Regions from separate parts of the Mus musculus genome. Here all the other regions are linked to region 4. Evidence: chromatin contacts called from public Hi-C, HiChIP or PLAC-seq and promoter capture Hi-C data. All regions are on one chromosome and are shown on one strand. Each heading gives the region's core, a stretch centred on a gene start, on an enhancer-like site or on the middle of the called end of the contact. The rest is flanking DNA. Distances are from core to core; before and after follow the strand shown.

What was found. Promoter capture Hi-C pulls out the DNA fragments that hold promoters and counts their contacts. A called contact is a pair of places that touch in the nucleus more often than the background predicts. HiChIP or PLAC-seq counts read pairs in DNA pulled down with a chosen protein or histone mark.
Region 1: a contact with region 4 is called in a promoter capture Hi-C map of the C10 cell line. The contact joins two enhancer-like sites. A contact is called at or near these places in 8 of 39 promoter capture datasets (the C10 cell line, the HPC-7 cell line, cranial neural crest and 5 more), 3 of 484 Hi-C or Micro-C datasets (B cells, embryonic stem cells and nephron progenitors) and 2 of 9 other capture datasets (adipose tissue and embryonic stem cells).
Region 2: an H3K4me3 HiChIP or PLAC-seq map of bone marrow-derived macrophages shows a contact between it and region 4, with 5 times the contacts expected there. The contact joins the promoter of Ggh here to the enhancer-like site in region 4. A contact is called at or near these places in 3 of 39 promoter capture datasets (the 3T3-L1 cell line, hippocampal neurons and pre-B cells), 2 of 484 Hi-C or Micro-C datasets (adipose-derived mesenchymal stem cells and embryonic stem cells), 2 of 115 datasets of contacts at active chromatin or transcription factors (both in bone marrow-derived macrophages) and 2 of 9 other capture datasets (liver and macrophages).
Region 3: a Hi-C map of bone marrow-derived macrophages shows a contact between it and region 4, with 31 read pairs. The contact joins two enhancer-like sites. A contact is called at or near these places in 11 of 39 promoter capture datasets (the C10 cell line, the HPC-7 cell line, cranial neural crest and 8 more), 14 of 484 Hi-C or Micro-C datasets (3T3-L1-derived adipocytes, the C10 cell line, CD8 T cells and 8 more), 3 of 115 datasets of contacts at active chromatin or transcription factors (all in embryonic stem cells) and 3 of 9 other capture datasets (adipose tissue, liver and pancreatic islet).
Region 5: an H3K4me3 HiChIP or PLAC-seq map of bone marrow-derived macrophages shows a contact between it and region 4, with 2.7 times the contacts expected there. The contact joins the promoter of Atp6v0d2 here to the enhancer-like site in region 4. A contact is called at or near these places in 13 of 39 promoter capture datasets (the C10 cell line, the HPC-7 cell line, cranial neural crest and 10 more), 2 of 484 Hi-C or Micro-C datasets (bone marrow-derived macrophages and embryonic stem cells), 2 of 115 datasets of contacts at active chromatin or transcription factors (bone marrow-derived macrophages and embryonic stem cells) and 4 of 9 other capture datasets (adipose tissue, embryonic stem cells, liver and 1 more).

What each region holds. Positions count from the first base shown.
Region 1 is chr4:19,882,419-19,885,118 of GRCm38.p6, reverse strand. All of the region lies in intron 5 of Atp6v0d2 (ATPase, H+ transporting, lysosomal V0 subunit D2), which reads left to right. Among named protein-coding and RNA genes, the nearest start is that of Atp6v0d2, 39 kb to the left of the region's middle. Within about 2 kb of position 1,343, at least 13 of the 459 cell types and tissues checked have an H3K27ac peak or open chromatin away from gene starts, as enhancers often do.
Region 2 is chr4:20,040,643-20,043,355 of GRCm38.p6, reverse strand. It overlaps Ggh (gamma-glutamyl hydrolase), which reads right to left and starts at 1,304. Exons shown (of 9, transcript NM_010281.2): 1 at 1,074-1,304. The coding sequence starts at 1,182. It overlaps 4930598A11Rik (a long non-coding RNA gene), which reads left to right and starts at 1,452. Exons shown (of 2, transcript XR_881147.2): 1 at 1,452-2,128.
Region 3 is chr4:19,949,060-19,951,759 of GRCm38.p6, reverse strand. No RefSeq gene overlaps it. Among named protein-coding and RNA genes, the nearest start is that of Atp6v0d2, 28 kb to the right of the region's middle. Within about 2 kb of position 1,294, at least 9 of the 459 cell types and tissues checked have an H3K27ac peak or open chromatin away from gene starts, as enhancers often do. A contact at or near this core is called in bone marrow-derived macrophages, where this site is marked.
Region 4 is chr4:19,603,313-19,606,012 of GRCm38.p6, reverse strand. Rmdn1 (regulator of microtubule dynamics 1) reads right to left here. Exons shown (of 10, transcript NM_025476.6): 9 at 477-610. Among named protein-coding and RNA genes, the nearest start is that of Gm52724, 9.6 kb to the right of the region's middle. Within about 2 kb of position 1,347, at least 12 of the 459 cell types and tissues checked have an H3K27ac peak or open chromatin away from gene starts, as enhancers often do. A contact at or near this core is called in bone marrow-derived macrophages, where this site is marked.
Region 5 is chr4:19,921,243-19,923,942 of GRCm38.p6, reverse strand. It overlaps Atp6v0d2 (ATPase, H+ transporting, lysosomal V0 subunit D2), which reads left to right and starts at 1,377. Exons shown (of 8, transcript NM_175406.3): 1 at 1,377-1,575. The coding sequence starts at 1,446.

The DNA of each region.
Region 1 (2,700 bases), core at 94-2,593, 280 kb before region 4:
GGCATATTGCTTCAGCACCCACACTTCTTTTGTGTGTAAAAATGTATTAATTCATGATCAATATTCTATTGTATAACCTATAACAATAAGGATATGTAAGAAGTATGCCTTTGCAATTCTCAATAGTGTTTTGGAAAAAATGGTTATCAGTAGAAAAATTTGAACTACTAGATACCTAGTGTTCTTCTTTCCTACTCCAAGAATACAAATGCATAGAACTATCTTTATACATTTACATAGAAATATCAGCTCCACGTGACAGACAACTACAACTTTTCTAAAACTATGCTCAGATGGGAGTAGTCAGTTTTACATGTACTGAAGATCACATAGTTGGCCTTTTTGTATTTCTTCTGCAGCTACAGAGCACAAAGACTTATAATATTCCATATATATGGTCTTGAATGCCAGTTGATGGGAGTACTCAAAAGCATTAAGGAACTGGGGATGCAGTTCAAACGCAGAGTGCTTATCAAGAAGGCACAAATCTCCAGGTTTAAAACCCAGCCCTGCAGAGGAGGGGGAGAAAATGAGGGAGAGAAGAGAATATAAAGAGAGAGGAGAAAGAGGAGAGTGTCCTGTAATCTGAAGCTGTGTCAGGCTGTGCTTAGGGATGATCAAAGAACATGTTTTTAAACTTTTTCAATTATAGTCATTTTCCCTATGAGGCTCCACATTCATGCCAAGAGCTTTTAAACTCAACGAAAAAAAAGAACATTAGAGTATAAAAAGAATTCAAAAGAAAACAACCAAATAGGCAGGAAATAGAAGCATGAGTTATGAAAAAGAAAAAAAAAAAGGCTCTTTATGGGAACAGCCCTTCCTCTTCAGCGCAGGCAGTATTTCAGCATGTAGGGCTATGGAATGGAACATGTGCTTACAAGCTAAGAAATAAACTAATAACAAAGGCAAAGCAAAGGAAATGGACGAACCATTTAGATAATATGGTCAAAGTCTTTTCTTAACCTGATTCTTCCCATCTACCTGTTTATTTAGTTTTCCAGGGGCTTACTTATCCTTAAGTTTAAGTTGTGAATATCCTCCACATGCCCCGTGCTCCCTTGAGCAGCAGTATCCTCTGGTGGGGCCTCTGCTGTCTTGATGCCGGCAACACTGCTTAGTCTGTCCAATTCCCCTCCTTAAAATTCGAACATCTTACAACTAGAAAGAGTATCTGGGATGGCTACCCACATGTTTATTTCAAGGATTTTTTTTTTGTAGTGAACAATCCCTCTTTCATTTCTTCTCTTCTTATCCCTGGAAGGTTTAAAATGATTTACAAGACTGGATATAGGCAGGAGCCAGATTGTAACTGCGTTTGCTTCCAAATAAGGCTACCCTGCTTCTGACCCACCCATAACTTCCAGGAGGCTAATCAAAAGGACCAGTGGGAGCACTCACCCCCTGATGATAAGAAACACCTGTTCTAACAGAAACCTTCCATTAGAGCTGCGGCAAGCCTGGCTTTGTCACTAGCTAGTAAGTGAGGAAAGCAATGAAGGAGAGCACAGAGCCAGTCTCTCCAGCTTTCTTTTACTGGTGAACAGCCATGCGGTCTTGTTAAGGGGCAGAGTGTGATTCTAAGGGTTTAACCTTAAACTATGGCTTGAGAGTCTGCATTATTCCCATTGACATCAAAGCTACTGAGCCATGACTTCGAGTAGCATCACTGTAGTAAATATTGTATACAATTCAAAAGTGATGAAACCAAGAAGACTCTTCTGCTAGATTCAGTAGATAGTTAGAATACTCCTCTGCGACAGGCATTGAGTCCAGAAGTGAGCAATGAATAAAAAAAAACAAAGTCCTTCCAAGAGTTAAGAGTAGGAAGTGGAAAAATACAGGGACAGACTTCAAAATGACAAGTACAAAATATTTCAACGATGCCAAGAAGAATTCCTGAGTCCAAAGGCCAATACCTAGCATAAAAGGTGGGGCTCTTGAGGGAGTAGAAAGGGGCCTGGGAAGAAAGTTCTAAGAGCCAGAGGGTGGGGCAGAGCCTGTGAAATGCTTTTGTCTGGACACACGTGAACTTATGTCAGTTGTGGTTACCTGGACAGACCTGCATAAGATCATCTCAGTTTTAAATGCCAGGATAGAGTAAAGAAGAGGACCTGAGGCCCAACCTCTAGCTGAGGAACTATTGGCAGTTGATGTGGCTGCTGGAGGAAAGTTATTTTTCTATAAGAGTGTAATGTGGCCATTGGTAGGTTCCCCATGTCCCAGTGGATTGCCCCATACCCATTTGTATATAGGGCTACAATTTGGACACAGTGGGTTATAAATATATGTATATATTTATGTAAATATATGATATATATAGTATATATACCACATATATACACATATTATATATAGTATACATCATATATATATCATAATTTTTTATAAAAAAGAGGAAGATGGAATAATTTATGTGGATATGAGGAAAACTGAGAGAAATCAGAAACACGAGGAACAAAAGAATAGGAATGAAATCTTAAGGAAGATAGCATGATTACAGGAAACTGGATTGATGGAATAGGAGCTCAGTGACCTCACAGTGTTCGGCACAGGTCATAAGTACACATTAACCTACTTAAGGATTCTAAGGAATCCGGCCTTGCAAGGAAGACAAATCACCCCAAGACACATGATTCTTAGCTAAAGAATCAGAGGTGGCAGGTCATTTAAAAAAAAATCCAAATCATGAAGATACAG
Region 2 (2,713 bases), core at 55-2,554, 440 kb before region 4:
ACTTTAACTACAGGCTGATTTCTCCTTGGATGCTATCAAATGTCTGACATGAATGCAAACCAGTTTTACCCTGATTGAAACATAAATATGCCAGACAGAAACAATGTCACGATTTGGCTGAGATAAAATGAATATTCAAATCCTCAAAGTCGATGTTGATACTTGATGCTAAAAATGGCAAAGTCCAAGTCCAGGACACACTTTAGTTTCTTACCTATTTCATGTGTGTGTGTATGTGTGTGTGTGTGTGTGTGTGTGTGTGTGTGTGTTGTATCTTCATGTATGTCCTGGAGCAAAGAAACGTAAGTTTTACCTGTGTGCAGAATTTCTGGGATTGGAAAGGCAGGGAAAATGGTGGAAACACAGGTCAGGAAAAGCACCCATCACCCTGAAATCTGACTAAATCCTCTCACCAGTTAACACTCAAGAGTAAACTAACATTTTTAAGGTCTTTCTCCCTTCTCTGTTATTTCCTCTGATATTTCACTGGAAACTTCATGTACAGTAAAAGACACATACTAACCCCTTGTGCAACACTAGTAGCTCCTTGCTCTTATCTTATTCAAGGCACCTCTGCAGCCGTCCTATAATCTTAATTATCATTATGGACTACGAGAACAGGAATAAAGAGTGAGATCCTCTGGAAACTTCTTGAACTACGAAATTGAGCACTAGGTCAGCCGAGGTGGAGTCTTCTCTGAGAAACCCACAGCACGATTTCTCCTCTGCTTCCTTCTTAACTTGAGCTCTTCTCTTCCTACTTCTGATACATCCTAGCTTGGTTCACACTGACTGTCCTTAAAATTCTTTTCCCGCACGGAAACCTCAAATCCTGGGTTTGCCTCAACTGTGGTTCCTAAAAGTTACGGGACCGCCTCTAGCTGCTTTGGGTGCCAAGTAGTAGCGAAGAGCTGAGCCTTCATTGGGATCCCGATCCTCCAGATGCAGAGGTCTCTAGAAGGACATCAGCATAAGGTCCCATTGATGAGAAGCGCGCCGCGGGGTCTGCACCGCTGAGAAACAGAGCGCCTCGCAGACTACCGGTCCGCAACACCTGCCCCAAGCCTCCTTACCGATGATGGGCCTCTCGGAGCCATGGTTGTAGGGTCTGGACATCCCGGGACTTGAAAGCCCGCATAGTAGCAAACCCAACAAGCACAGCAGGTAGCCCAGGTTCGCCATCGCGATCGCAATCGCAATCCGGCCTCCGCCCCCACTTAAAAAGGTTCTTCAGCCAGGCGCGCGCCCGGCGGCCAGGTTGGGGCGCGGTCTCGCGGCCTGGGCGGTGCCAAGCTCGAGGGCGCGCAAGGCCGCGCCGCTCAGGCCTCTGGGAAGTGCAGTCCGGGTGCTTGCGGTGCGGAGCTGGGCGGGCCGGGCGGGGGCGGGGCCGGGGGGCGGGCCGGGGGGCGGGCCGAGGCGGGCCGGGGGCGGGCCGAGGCGGGCCGGGGGCGGGCCGGGGACAGAAGGCTCTGGGAGCGTGCTCCAAGCTTGTCCATCGCCCAACGCGCGACCTGCAACTCGCATCCCGCGGCCCAGCGAGTGGCACGCGCGCGAAGGCAGCTGTGGAGACCTCTGAATGCTCCCTGTGAACTCTTATGTGGCCTGGCGAGGTCACCTACACCAAGTGGATACGACCACCCCGGGACCTGATGGCGAGCTCGGGTCCCACCTGGCTCTGTGCGGTAACCAAGCAGCAAGGCCCGCAAGGTTCTAGAAGTTACCAGAGAACTATGCTGCATAAACGCATAGGTTTTCTGGCTTTGATATCCTGACAGCATTCGATGTTAGGACAGGGGTTCACTTCCGAAAAACCACTGATAACATATTTATTTGGGCACAAGGATGTCTGGAGGAAGTAAAAAGCACAGAGTACTTAGAGTACTTGTGTCTCCCTTTCCTTTAGAACCCTGTCAAGGGAAGGGGCTGATTCTTGCCACCTAGCCCCCCAAAAAACAATACCAGGCCACACTCGATACAAAGTGCTTGATTAACTTCGCTGTTACCAGCAACCCCAGAAAACCACTAGTATCTTATAAAATGATAAGAGCAAAGCTAAGCAGTTAAAAACTCAGGTTGACTAATATATTTTGAATGTTCAAATGCATGCACTCATAGCCAGCAGCACAAGGTAAGTTTCTTCCTATCAAGGTTCAACTAAACTCCAGGTTAAAATAGAAAATCTGTTGAAGATGAAACGGTATTTTGAATGGTGTTATTTGTGTAAGAGGTATACAATTTAGGGGGAAAAACATACAATGTGACTTGTGGAAAACTAGTGACAAGGTTCTGGCATTCATCAAGAAATGCAATACATTGTTTAGTTTAGCAAGACTATTGTAGACTGGAGTGTCGAAAGATATTGAGAAAATGCAAAGCAGGATTGAGCCTGAGTTGATAAGGATCTATTGCAAATATGCATCCATGCCTCTGGAGCAGCATCTATCCACAAAGGAGGAAAATTATCTGCTATTATTCACAAAAATAAAATCCAGATAGAGAAAAGATACAAAGGGGAAAGGGGAAATACTAGACTTTGGTATGAAAATATAAATTATATGTGTATCCATTCATAACTTTGATGGTCAGATGTTTTCATAAGATATCAAGTTTTATGAACATCATAAAACATTTAAAAAATCAAGTATTAATGAAAAACGAATGGGTTTGGCCATGTTAAATTTTAATAGTTCTGATAGCTTATCAATTATTTTTA
Region 3 (2,700 bases), core at 45-2,544, 350 kb before region 4:
GAAATTCCCACTACAGAGGATTCTGTTCATTCCTCTGGCTTCTGTCAGCACCTGTGAACATGCATGCACACACACACATGCACACGCACACACAGGCACACACTCACGTGCACATACAACGGCATGAGTCCTTGTGGAGGGGAAAGGCACGCATTAGACATAGCTGCTATGAGCTCATATGTGCAATGTTCTGCAAACACTGTCGCACTGCAGATGCCCACTGCCTCTGCCTAGTGTTCTCAGCTTTGACCCTCTAGACTCTGATGAGCTCCCTTGTACCATGGAACTGAGAGACCTTCTGACTCAGTGCCAAGCCCTCTGCAGAGACATGATGGCCTGTATCCCTCTTATTATGGTCCTGACCCATTTTGTCTTGAACACATTTCTCCTGATCCCTTTGTCCACAACAGTCTCTCTAAATACAAATTTTCTGGGACTGACATATGACATTTGGCATAAATTATAATATAGTTCTTCAAGATCCTCTAACTGCATGGAGTATCCTCTGGTGATAGGACACCATGACAGAGTCCTGCTTTTGGGCTGGAGGAGCTTAGCTGGCAAGCTTATGTTGCTGGCAGTGTGATAAATGCAGGTCAGTAAATTACAAAGAAAGGGGGAGTTGATTCTCTGTGGAGATGAGTAATATTTACAGTACAACTTTGCATAAAATTGTACCCTATTTTTTCTTTGTGTTTGCACATAAATTATAAGCATTCAAAGCCTACTTTTCTCATTATTTCTTAATTTATGTTCTTAAATTTTTCTTTGTTTATATTCATCACATGAAAACATTTTCATACTTACATATCTTATGCATGGGAAGGAACCCCCATCCCCCGGGCTTTGGTTTGCATTCTTACTTCTTGGATTCACACAGAAGTCAATGACTGAATCCCAAATTCCTGATTCTAGATCTTCTGTGTGCCTCATGGTGATCTTGGGTAATGTCTTTCACGTCTTAGCTTTGGCAGTTTCCTAGCACAGTGTTTAGGAAATGCTAGGGTAAGAAGCACATGATTATTCTCTGTGGTTGCTGTGTCTGCTTGAGACACAGCCTTGCTATGTACCTCAGACTTGGGTCAACATTTTGACCCTGACTCCAATTCCCAAGAGCGGGTGTGACAGGTTACAGGTACAGGTTCGATGTTTTTATTTTTAAAACTTTTTCAGAAGCTTGATAATGTCCCTGCCCTGCAACCATAAAGTCCTGACTTTGAACACAAGAACCCACACAAGAAGAAGTTATGGTAACACATGCTTGCAATTTCACCACAGAAGAGCTCGAGACAGGCAGAGTCCCCGAGGCTGCTCAGTCAGTAAACAGTCCAGACTAATTGGTAAGTACCAAGTCAGGGGAGAACCTGTCTCAAAAAACAAAAGAACTACAGCAGCAACAACAACAAAAACCACTGGAGAAATGATACCTTCATACACACACACACACACACACACACACACACACACACACACACACACACACCATCATTTTTTAATTGATTGAAGAAATTAGAACATCTTAGCATTACAAACTTGCCTGCTCTTTGCACCCTGGGAACCTCTAGTGCAGATGAGTCCTGTCCGTTAGGATCCTGGATGTGTTCCGCATTGCAACCTCTTCCTTTCTTCCAGTCTTACTTCTTAGGTGCATTTCCTTTTTTTCCTGTATATTTAGAGCAAATATATCAATTAAACATTTTCCAAACTAATTGTAAAATGAAAGTAAACCTTTCCCTCTTAGCCCAAATATCCTGCTTTTCTCTAGAAGCAATCACTGTATTTTTTAGTCAGATCAAGTTTCTGAGGACATGTTTGTCACACTGAGGATGTCATAATGCAGGACCCTTCTACATCTTCTTTCTTTAATTTAAAACAATGAACTATCATACACTCTAACATACATATTTATTCTATCATTATAATATCTGCATATATTTCCAATTCCTGGATGTAGCATTTTTGAAATATATTAATTTATTATTAAATCTATTAATTTGTGATTTCTGTTACATAAGTAATGATGTTTTATAGACTTTTGCACATTTGGCAATAATATGTAGGAGTAATTTCTAGAAATGCCACTGTGAATTTAAGAGCTGTGCCCTCTCTCCCAGTCTTAAGCAGGCAGGCTCAGACCTGGTTTGCCACAGTTGTTAGCCCACCTAGGGACAGGTCAGAAGGAGTATAGACATTCAGACTGAAGCCAAGCACAGTCACCAGTCACCATAATTCGCAGGCAGGACCATGGAGCATAAATAAATTTTATGCCCCAGTCCAGCTAATTTTTAATAAATAAAAAGGGAGGAATTGTGCCCTTGCCTCAGCCTTGAGCAGGCTGTCTCAGACCTGGTTTGCCACAGTTGCTAGCCCACCTAGGGTGGAGACTTCCAACCTAGGTAAAGTCTATTGTCCTGACACAAATACAGTTTCCTCCAAGATGCCACTACCTGCTGAGAGGCTGAGCCTGTTTTTCTGACAGATTCTGACAAAGTGACCATGAGATCCTGGCATAGGGAGAGATGCCCCTGGCCCTTATATGCTAAGACTCATAAGTAAACATTGGGCCTTGATCAGAGAACTGTGTCTTGGCTCATTATTTCTCTCTCTGATTTTCCCACTCTGCCTTTCCCATCAACCCCATTTTTTCTTTCAGGAAACCAGTAACCCATGACCGCTGGTGGCTACAAAGAGCCAAAGCAT
Region 4 (2,700 bases), core at 98-2,597:
TCTGAGCGTTTCAGGATAACAAAGATAGGGCATGGTAAGAATAAGGTCTCCTGATAGCGATGACTAGATGAGCTTGATTCTAAGAGAACTCTAGTTCATTTCCTTAACCCTCCACACCCTGTCCCCAATCTTACTCCCCTGCAGTGTCAGAAATTGAACCAGGTCCTTGTGCATGTTCGTAAGCACCTATCACCAAGCTGCGTTTTATGTTTTAGAAACAACCTCTGATGAGATATACACTGTAAATGTACATCAGTTCTACACTGCAGCAAGCAGCTTCCAGCTGGCATTTGATGATAGTCACTAAGGAGCACTCATGGTAAAGTGTAAAGGTGAATATAGAAATGAGCACTTGGATGAGCTTTCCACAACACTATGCATTTAAACAGTTTCTCTTTTAAGGATGTTCTCAGTTCATTCATTTACTAATGCCTGAAAGAAAGCCTATCTGCCTTACTTTATTATAGATATTTTACCTGTTTATCTTCTTCTGTGTGTGCTGGATAACCCTTGGCTTTTACCAACCAGAACGCAGCAAGCTTTTTGTTGTTTAGCTTCAAGTATGTCTTTCCTAAAAGCAGCAAGTTTTTGCTGTAGAAGTTTGGATCCACTGTACATAAAAAGGGCAAACAAAATCAGCTCCAGAGAAATAAGTGTCTTTATTTTTATAGTTTTAATATTTTGGTCTGAATTCTAATAAAAATTGTGTGATTAAACATTGATTAGGCTAATATAGTTCTTTTTTTGTTCAAATGTTTTTATCTCAAAAAAATCCCTAAAGTAATTGTGATGTATTGAATGTACATATGGACTGTGCACATCATTATACCAAGATCTCACTTTAAAGTATCTTCATGCTGATAGAACATGGGCTATATAAGAACTATTTTCTTTTTAAACCACCCATCATTATTACATTCCAATTGCCTAGAACAGTGTAGGGAAAATAACATCTGTTCATTGAGTTAGTGCATGAATGAAATCATGGTTAACATGATTTATCTTCATTTGCTAAATGTCTCCTATACTTAGGCACAGAGGAAAACATGAACACAACTAAATGGTTTACCAAGTATAAACTTAACATTGCTATAAGAAGCCACATAAGAAAACAACGAAGTAAGAGTTACGAATCTTGGAGGATGAACGGGAGTTTGAACAGGAAAAGCTGAGAATATTCTTGGTTGAAAGAAAAGTGCAAACAAAGCCCAGGAAATTGAGAGTAGACAGTGTTATTAGAAGCTGGGAAGAGGAGGAAGAGACAAAGGCCGGATAAGGGAACCACAGAATCCAGCACAGTAGGGAACTAGGACAGCTTACTCAACACTTGTATGTAGACTTCAGCCTTTCCCAAGACAGAGATGAATGCCTGAGTCAGAGCTGACTGCTTCGATTTGGTTTACATCTTGTATGAATATACTGGAGTGCCAGTGCTCCAAAAATATGTACAATTATATGTTAAATAATTTGAAGAAACATGAATAAAGTTCAAAATAATCCTAATTTTTTCTTGAGACAGAATTCTGTAGTGTACTCCAAATGAGCCAGGAACTTACTAAACTCAATGGCATAGTGTCTCGGCCTCCTGAGTGCTGATAACCACAAACACACACCATCACACTCAGCTCTCATTCCCCTGACTCTTCACATAGTTTCCTCCTGGTAATCTTGGTCTTTCTGTATGCCAAGCATGCTTTCTGAGGCTAGGAATGGCACTTAGTAATAGAACACATGCCTGGCACATGAGTTTAAAAAAGAATAAAGCCTACTTTTTCCTGGATACAATTTTTGCTTAAAACTCAAAGTCCTTTAATTTCGTTAAGCATTTTATGGTTAAGTACACTGATTTAAGTATCCACTTCTTCATCTAGGAAGTCGTCCAAGTACTGTATGTAAGCAATACAAATATAATCACGAGCCAAAAGGGGGAAAACGTCCCACCTTATCCACATGTACAGGTTCACACACACACACACACACACACACACACACACGAGAATAAGGAGGCTGCTAGGGGAGGTGTGGATGACAGGCTATGGGAGGGGCTTTGGACTAGAACTAGGGCAATCTTTAACTTAGGAAAAGTGACTGCTCATAAATAAATCAGATGTGAGTGAACCACCAAGGACATGACTCTAGGAGCAAAGGAACAACCCCAGTGTTAGCAGCTTTACTCGGGACTGCCAACCCTTAAATGTCCTAAGGTCCAATTTTACTTCTGAATTACAGTTTTAAACCCCCTTGAGATGACTTCATATCATGATATATAAATTAGTTTGATCAGGGAAAATATCAATAAAAGGAAACAGTGAACAAAACTTTATGAGTTACATATTTAACATTAAACCATAGTTCTTTAAAGTTATCACTAAATTGTTTAAGTTTATGTATATAGGACCTCAGATTAATAAAGAATGTGTCTTAGATTTCTGTTATAAGAAATTGTGCATGTGTCACATGCCTATAATTCCAGTGTTTGGATGCTGAGGCAGGAGGATCAATACTTTGGGGCCAGCTTGAGCTATATATTGACAACTATTAAAAAAAGATTTTAAAAACTCAAAGGTATTTGGAGTGGCTTTTATGGTACAAGTAGTCAAAGACATGTCTCTTATTATGTTTCTTTCCTTGGGACTGACCTGAGGGCCTTGTGCATGTCACCAAAGCACTGTGCCATCAAGTTATAACCCCAGTGTCAGT
Region 5 (2,700 bases), core at 128-2,627, 320 kb before region 4:
CATGATAAAGCATATTCAGGATGTTTACAGATGGCGGAACTGTAGGAGAGCTGACTGTGGCAATACAATAAGAACCTTGGTCTCTGGTCAATTACAGATATTCAGATATAGGCGCTGAGCAAAGCTAAGAGTTTGATTCTCTGTTTTGGTTTTTTGTTTGTTTGTTTGTTTTTTTAAACAAAACAACTACAGGAGAATTTACACAGATTGGAACTTTTCTACTCCTTGTCAGTTTGGAAATACTGAGGGAGCCCAGAGAAGCTCTGACGCCTTAACTCTATGTGATCACTTGACAGAACACATAGGAAATCCTGCCCCAGAAAGTCATGCGGAAGACATCTGATAGTCTGTGAGCTAAGTTTATGGGAAGAACAGCAACCTTTTTGGAGTATAAAACTCAGCAGTTAAGTGCCCACTGCATTAACATCTGCAGCGCTGCCAGCTGTGCCTTCTGAGCTGCCTCACAGCTTTGGAACTCTGACTTCTTATCTGTGACGTGGGGAGTCATAGCATCTGTCTCAAAGTAACCACAGGCAAAAAGGAGAATAAAGAGAGCATAATCATCCGCCGAAATGCACAAAGGTAGAGGCTCCGAGTATAGACTGTTTAAGAGATAGCTGGCAGCCCTTGGCAATGTCAAGACATTGCTAATTTGTTTAACAGAAATACACTATATTACAAAATTATCTCCTCTTTTAGAAATATTTGTAGTTGCTGTTTTCTTTTTTAATGCTTCCTGATTATTTTACTTTTTGATACAGGAGTTTCACTCTGTAACCAAAGCTGTCCTCAAACTCATGGCAAGTCTTCCGAGTATCTTCTCTCAATGGCTATGTGTTAAAGGCGTGAACCATCACACCCAGCATTTTTCAGTATTTTAAAAAGGAAAGTTTTAGGCTGGCCAATGTGGCTCATGCCTTTAATTCCACCATTTGAAGGCTGAGGCAGGTGGATTTCTGAGAGTTCCAGGCCAGCCTGGTTCATAAAGTGAGTTTCCAGACAGCCAAGGCTGCTCCCAAACAGAAAAAAAACCCTCTGTCTCAAAAACTAAGAAACATTTGTTCATATTAACAGTGCCCCCAGAATGAAATAAATATAATTTATAATTAATGTACTAATGTGGAAAAGGTATATTTACAACAACCTGGTGTCACTGGCAAAACTGGGCATGACCTTGGACTGTGCAAGGGAAGAGATGCCAGGACCCCTCCTCTCACCTCTCCTCCTGACAGCAAATTCTCTCCAGTGCACTCAAACCATTGGACTGACTCACTGTTGTTGTAAAAACAAGACCCAGGCACTGTGTTGACTGCCTCTGAAACTGGAGCAAACTAGTCAGAAGCACCCTGACTATCAGCTGAGCGACCACAACACCCACACTTTCCCGGACCAGGGCCAGTGTTCAGTTGCTATCCAGGACTCGGAGCCACTTCAGCCTGAGCAGTATGCTTGAGACTGCAGAGCTGTACTTCAATGTGGACCATGGCTACCTGGAGGGCCTGGTTCGAGGATGCAAAGCCAGCCTCCTAACTCAGCAGGACTATGTCAACCTAGTGCAGTGTGAGACCTTGGAAGGTAAGCCACTCACCTCATCCCATTAAAGCAAATGAACAAACATGTTGCTCTGGGGAAAGAAGGGAAAGGGGCTTTGATCTCCTGGGCAGAAGTCCTGAAGAGGTTCTTGGTCCTAGAGTTCAGCTGCCCAGGGGCCTGTGGTTTAGGGACCTTGGTGGTGAGAAGTAAAATATCTCTGTTTCCCATATTGTCTACATGCGATTTAATATTTCCTTCCAATCTAAGGTATTTAATTATACTTTAAAGTACTGTGTTTCCTTTGTCACATCTATTTTTATCCACATAATTACAAACACTATTTAGCAAGAACCTTCACCAGCCTACCTAGAGTCTATGTAGAAAAAAAAGAAACAGATAATATGTTTGGCTTGGAGAGATTTTTGTCTAGCTCCAGTTTTTCAGTAATGATTGGAGAATTTGTTTGAGATTTTCCTTTAGCTGAAGGGCAAGAGGAAAGGAAAAGCCAGAAGTGTGGTGGATCTACCATGTGTTAAAATCCTGACCTTGACTTCTAAGTTAGTGACCTGGTTTTTTCTAGGCTCTGAGCCTCGAAAGTCCTCCCATAGGCACCTGGTAATAATTCCTATTCAGTTACTAAAGGAAGAACAGTGAAGCACTCAATAAATGATAATTTCCCTTAATTGACATTTTTCTCAAACGTTAACCAAGAATATACATCAGCAATCATTTTATTAATAAAAACATCTTTGTTTATTCATTTTGAGAGATGTCTAGATTATTCTAGAAGATGTAAGTAAGCACTAAGGGAAAAAAACGTTTAGAAAAGGAATTAATTAGTAGATGTGGAGGGGAACAAATCATGTTTAAAAAAATCTGACAGTGACTTTCCTGGCTTCCTCGTAAGGTTGAGAGGAACTGGGGTCACTCTTGTATAGTTGCGAATAGTTACAGCCAGAGTTAAATGCCCAAGGTGAGATTAACCTTGCTTTGCCCTTGATTTTTTTTTTTTTGTATAGATAGATCTTTGAGATGAGAATTCTATTGACTACAAACAATGATACATAATTCCAAATACAGCATCCTCAGTTGGGAGTTTGGTGACGAGGAAATGTTAATTACTTATAGAAATGCATGTATAAATTAAAGAAGGGGAAAACAGGAACC